2 separate regions of the Mus musculus genome follow, and region 1 is linked to region 2. The links are chromatin contacts, called in public promoter capture Hi-C maps. All regions are on one chromosome and are shown on one strand. The core of a region is the stretch at or near the end of the contact, and the rest is flanking DNA. Distances in the headings are between cores, read along the strand shown. Region 1 holds the start of Cyp2a12 (cytochrome P450, family 2, subfamily a, polypeptide 12). Region 2 holds the start of Cyp2b10 (cytochrome P450, family 2, subfamily b, polypeptide 10).

Region 1 (2,740 bases), core at 8-2,507, 1.1 Mb after region 2:
TTTGGAACAAGCGCTGGCTATCCTAGACTTGCTTTGTAGACCAGACTGGCCTTGAACTAAGAGATCAACCTGCCTCTGCCTCCTGAATGCTGGGATTAAAGGTGTGTGACACCACACACAGAAATGTTGATTTTTTTTAAGAAATTTAGTAAAATAAGATCAGCATGGTTATTTATTCCTCCTCTCCTTATATCTTCAGTATTCCAGGGTCAGCCTATGCTTTCCACACTGGAGTTGACCTAAATTTCTGTCATAAATCTTCCCTCTGCCTACTAAGAACAGGCCCTGAAAAACCAAGAAATGCTGCTTTAAACCATCTTCTGCACCTTCAAAGGGAACTGTCACTCCACACGCACCCACTGTGCACAGCTTGTATGGCAATTAAGACACAGGATGCCCACAGAGTGGGATTCGGGAGCTTGACCCAAAGGTCTTTCACCAATGTGCTCCATGCTGGCCCTGTGTCCTGTGGGAAACATGGATACTAATTACAGAAGTCACCTGCATCACAGTGAGCTACCATAAGGGTCTTAATGGGAACTCAGTAGGAGTCTTTGCCAATTAGAAGCCTTCTGACAACTGGGCTTCCCAATATTGGTAGTTCAAGCTGTTATTTCACAAAACTTCTATAAGTCCTTCACTAACGTTCTGAGTTATTCTCCTCTAGTCTGTGAAAAGATCTGATAAAGTATACCTGTGGTTTTCTACCCTTTTCCAAGCCATACATAGGCAGGAAAGTTTGCTCACCCTAACCTGAAGTTGAGGCTCCTTTTAGAACTCTGTGCACCCATCAGTGGTGGCGCATGCCTTTAATCCCAGTGCTCAGCAGACAGAGGCAGAGGGATCGCTGTGAGTTCAAGGCCAACCTGGTCTACAGAGTGAGTTCTAGGATAGCCAGAGCTACACAGAGAAACTCTGTCTGGAAGAGAGAGAAAGAAGGGAGGGAGGGAGAGAGGGAGGGAGGGAGATTGTGGGAAGGGGTGACCGGGAGGGAGGCAATGAGCCTCTTTGACTCCATCATATCCATGGAGCACGACAACCCAGCAAGGCTTTAAGTATTTCAAATTAATCCTAACACCCAGAGGACTTCCTCTTTGCCCATGTTGTGGGTGTTGCAACACAGACAGAGTCCATGTTAGGAGATAGGATTGGAATCTAAAAGACTCAACTAGGTAAATAGGAGCAAAGGCCATCTTTTGCCCCTTCTGTCCCTGGGAGTATAAAGGTAGTATCTCAGCCTTGGCTATCAGTCTGTCAATCCTCATTGGCCACCATGCTGGGCTCAGGGCTGCTCCTCCTAGCCATTCTGGCCTTCCTGAGTGTGATGGTCTTGGTGTCTGTCTGGCAGCAGAAAATCAGGGGGAAGTTGCCCCCAGGACCCATTCCTTTGCCTTTCATTGGAAATTACCTGCAACTGAATAGAAAAGATGTATACAGCTCCATCACACAGGTATCATTGGATGAAGGGATGGATGGGACATGGGACACAGACAAGAGTCTGTGTGATTTCAGACGTTTTGTGTCAGAAAATTCACAAAATAATCCAAAGTCTCTTATTAGTGGGGTTTAGAAGGCTGTGGAGCTATTTCAAGTCTTTGGTTTGTTGTTTGCTTGCTTATTTGTTTGTTTTTCAAGAATTTGTTTGTAAAATATCACATAATCTGACTTCTGTGTACTGGTCCAGTTAAGTGAATAAGTCCTCTAACAGCCCCCATTTCCCCCACATCAGCTCCAAGAGCACTATGGCCCTGTGTTCACCATCCACCTTGGGCCTCGCCGGGTTGTGGTGCTTTATGGATACGATGCAGTCAAAGAGGCTTTGGTGGACCACGCTGAGGAGTTCAGTGGACGAGGCGAACAGGCCACCTTTAATACACTCTTCAAAGGCTATGGTAAGGAGGATCTGAAATCTGGGATTGTAGACAGACTTTTGCTACTTTGTGGGTTCTTCTTTCGTCCACCCTTCACCCTCTTTGCCTTTTAACCTCCTAACACTAGATAGGAGACAAAAAGAGAGGCAAATGGGAACAAAATTGTTAGACTACTTCCTGCTGATTAGGAGTGATGAGTTCCTTAGGGCAAGTTTAATCTTCACAGTCAGGATATCTAATTTCTTCTTGCTGTTGTTTCTTCGCACAGACTATTTAACAAACCACAACCAACAGCAACCAACCAACAACCAAAACCCTCCTCTTGGGGCCCTAGCATTTATATAACCTCTGAGGAGTCCCAAGAATTCTAAGTGCTTCCTCCTTTCTGCTTCTTCTTCTTCCATGGCTTCCACCAAGGCTCCTCAGTCCCATTCTCCTTTCAAGGTCTCTAGCCCAGTAAACCTAAACCCTGCCTATGTCGCTTCCCCTAACTATTGGCTGCTGGCATCTTTATTTATCAATCAAAATTGACTAGGGCAGAGTCCCTCAGGCTAAGTGCAGACTTCAAATCTTAGAGACTAGCACAATACAATAAACAGTAAAAGACAAAACCTCAACAACCGGGTATGTTTTTATGTAGGCAGTCCTTGCTTTAGTGGGGATTTGCTGTTTTCAGAAAATGCTAAATATTGGTTGATTTAGCCATTTCAGGGACCCAGAGCAGCTAACCAGCATCAAGAGGCGTGATGGAATTGGTCCAGCTAAAATATTGAGGACTAGTCTCCCTGCCTTCTGAGTATCCCTGCTTCTGCCTGTTTGTAACTTTCTGTTTCCTTGCCTGGCTGATTTGTTCCAACTTTCTTATTCTG
Region 2 (2,700 bases), core at 99-2,598:
GTTGAAACATGAACTTCTGAGACAGATTTTTGCATTCGAAATAGAACATGTTCTGAGCGGATCAATGTTACCCCTGTACTGGTGGGCTAATTAAGAACTTTCTATTTCCCTCTTAGCTTTTTATTTCCTTTTAGCAAGAGGGAAGGTCAGAGAACTTCCTGTGCTGTGAAAACAACAAGGAGGATGAGTGGAACCATTTGTCCTTAGACACAGTGGTCAGAGACAATCTGAGTTAGGGTCTCTATTTCTGTGATAAAACTTCTACAGGCAACTTGGGGAGGAAAGGATATATTTTGCTTGCAATTTATAGTTTATCATCCAAGGAAGTCGGGGCAGGAACACAAGGCAGGAAGCTGGAGGCAATGCAGAGGCCATGGAGGGATGCTGCTTACTCATCATGGCTTGCTCAGCCTGGTTTCTTATAGAACCCAGGATCACCAGTCCAGGGATGAAATTTCCCACGGTGACTTAGGCCCTCCAACATCCAATCGCTGATTAAGAAAACACTCTAAAGGCTTGCCTTCAGTGTGATTTTATGGATATATTCTCTCAATTGAAGTTCCCTCATCTCAAATGACTACAGCATGTGTCATGTTGACACAAAAGCTAGCCAGTCCAGAAACCCAGGAGCTCCATCTGCTCTGCCAGGTTTCGCCTCTGTCCACCTGACTTCTGAGCCTCACTACTCTCTTGCCTCTCCTTTTTTCTCCTCCCTTTTCTCCCATCTATGGCTATCATGGGCCAGAGAGTGAAATGGGGGCTCTGGAGAAATTATATCTGCAGACCTTAAAAAAACCTGGATCAGGGAATGAACAGGCAGAGACAAACAAAAGATCATGGGACACTACTCTTGTCAAGCCAAATGTAATCACGTTTACCCAGGACATAAAGAACATACAGAGAGGCCTCCATAATTTAAGATTAGACATGTAAATACACCCCAGACATGTAAGAATAGATTAGGTAGCACATCTAGACTCAGACACAGAAATACACATCCGTACATTCATCTCAGAAATGACCTTTCAGGTATTAAAAGCGTACAGCACACCCGCAGTCTCTTGTCCCAGTAAGTGAACAGACAAAACTGAGCTGACAAGGGCACACCCACCTCCATAAAACAAGAAGCATCACTCCCAGTGCCCTTTTGTCCTATGTATCTGTTTCATGGTGTCCTTGCCAACATCTACAGTGAGGGTAAGGGAATGAGGAGTGAGCAGCCAAAGCAGGGAGTTGCTATGGCTCCTCACGCTCTGGACAATGAGAGACAGGAGGCGGGAACAGCTGAAGTTGCATAACTGAGTGGAGAGGCGGGGCCAGCATAAAAGATCCTGCTGGAGCGTGGAGTGAAGTCAACATTGGTTAGACCAGGACCATGGAGCCCAGTGTCCTGCTCCTCCTTGCTCTCCTTGTGGGCTTCTTGTTACTCTTAGCCAGGGGACACCCAAAGTCCCGTGGCAACTTCCCACCAGGACCCCGTCCCCTGCCCCTCTTGGGGAACCTCTTGCAGATGGACAGAGGAGGCCTCCTCAAGTCTTTTATTCAGGTGAGAACAATATGAGGTCTTAGTGTGGGTTTCCCCCTGCTTTTGTTTTCGGAGGTCACTCATCAGGAAGAGCAAGAGACTCCTTCCACGGTGTAGGTTCAGGTGGGAAGGTTGCTGAGGGGAGGGTGAGATGCTGATTTGTGGTGGATGGTACTCAGATAGACAGGCAAATCTTGCTACGTTGGAGTTGTGTGGGGGCACTTGTGCTTGGGCTTCGAGAGGCGTAGAGGCGTTGAGGTGTGAGCGTGCAGAATTTCACTCCTTGGAGCTTGTCTGTTCCAGAAGAGAAAGAAAAATATCAGAGGCATCAACATGAAGGCTTGCTTCTGCCAGCAAGAGATTAGCCTGAGGTGTTCTAGGACAAAGGGGAAGAGAGGCAGAACAGGAGGAGGGGTGGGTAGGAGTGTTATCAGTTTATTCCAGCCCCTGGCTTGGCACTGACCTATCAGTGTCTATATTGGTGCTTCACACACAGTGTTTCATGTTTAATTACCACTTGCTTACAGCATCTGTAATCAGCATCCGTGATCCTGCCTTTCATGAGAGAGCTGAGGTAGTGACTATAAGTCCCATCCCTCTGTTCTTCGCCGTAGCTGTGGAGATCACACTTTTGAACCTTGTATTTGTTACCACCTGGCTTTTAAAAGATCCCTCCCCTTCCCAGCACTAGTGGCAAATCCAGTTATATTAACTTATTTTTTGAGATGGGGTCTGTCCCTGTTTTTATTTTTTTTTTATTTTTTATTTTTTTGGTTTTTCAAGACAGGGTTTCTCTGTATAGCCCTGGCTATCCTGGAACTCACTCTGTAGACCAGGCTGGCCTCGAACTCAGAAATCCACCTGCCTCTGCCTCCCGAGTGCTGGGATTAAAGGCATGGGCCACCACGCCCGGCTCCTGTTTTTATTTTTTAGGTTGGTTCCCAACTCATGATTCTCCTACCTTAGCCTCTGGAATGATAAGTGTGTCGCCACACACTGCCACACATGTTTTAAACACATGCCTCCCATGTGTGAGGAAAGGTCAAGCCAACATCCTACCTGATTTATTTTAAGAAATCCATTGACAATTCAATGTACACATATGCTGGACCTTTGTCATCTGTGACCCCTCCTTTCCCTCTTTCTCTCACAGAAACCCTTCTTTTGGCCAACAT

The links. Promoter capture Hi-C pulls out the DNA fragments that hold promoters and counts their contacts.
Region 1: a contact with region 2 is called in a promoter capture Hi-C map of liver, with 8 times the contacts expected there. The contact joins the promoter of Cyp2a12 here to the promoter of Cyp2b10 in region 2. A contact is called at or near these places in 2 of 39 promoter capture datasets (hippocampal neurons and liver).

What each region holds. Positions count from the first base shown.
Region 1 is chr7:27,027,833-27,030,572 of GRCm38.p6, forward strand. Cyp2a12 (cytochrome P450, family 2, subfamily a, polypeptide 12) reads left to right here and starts at 1,258. Exons shown (of 9, transcript NM_133657.1): 1 at 1,258-1,450; 2 at 1,730-1,892. The coding sequence starts at 1,274.
Region 2 is chr7:25,896,310-25,899,009 of GRCm38.p6, forward strand. It overlaps Cyp2b10 (cytochrome P450, family 2, subfamily b, polypeptide 10), which reads left to right and starts at 1,349. Exons shown (of 9, transcript NM_009999.4): 1 at 1,349-1,546. The coding sequence starts at 1,376.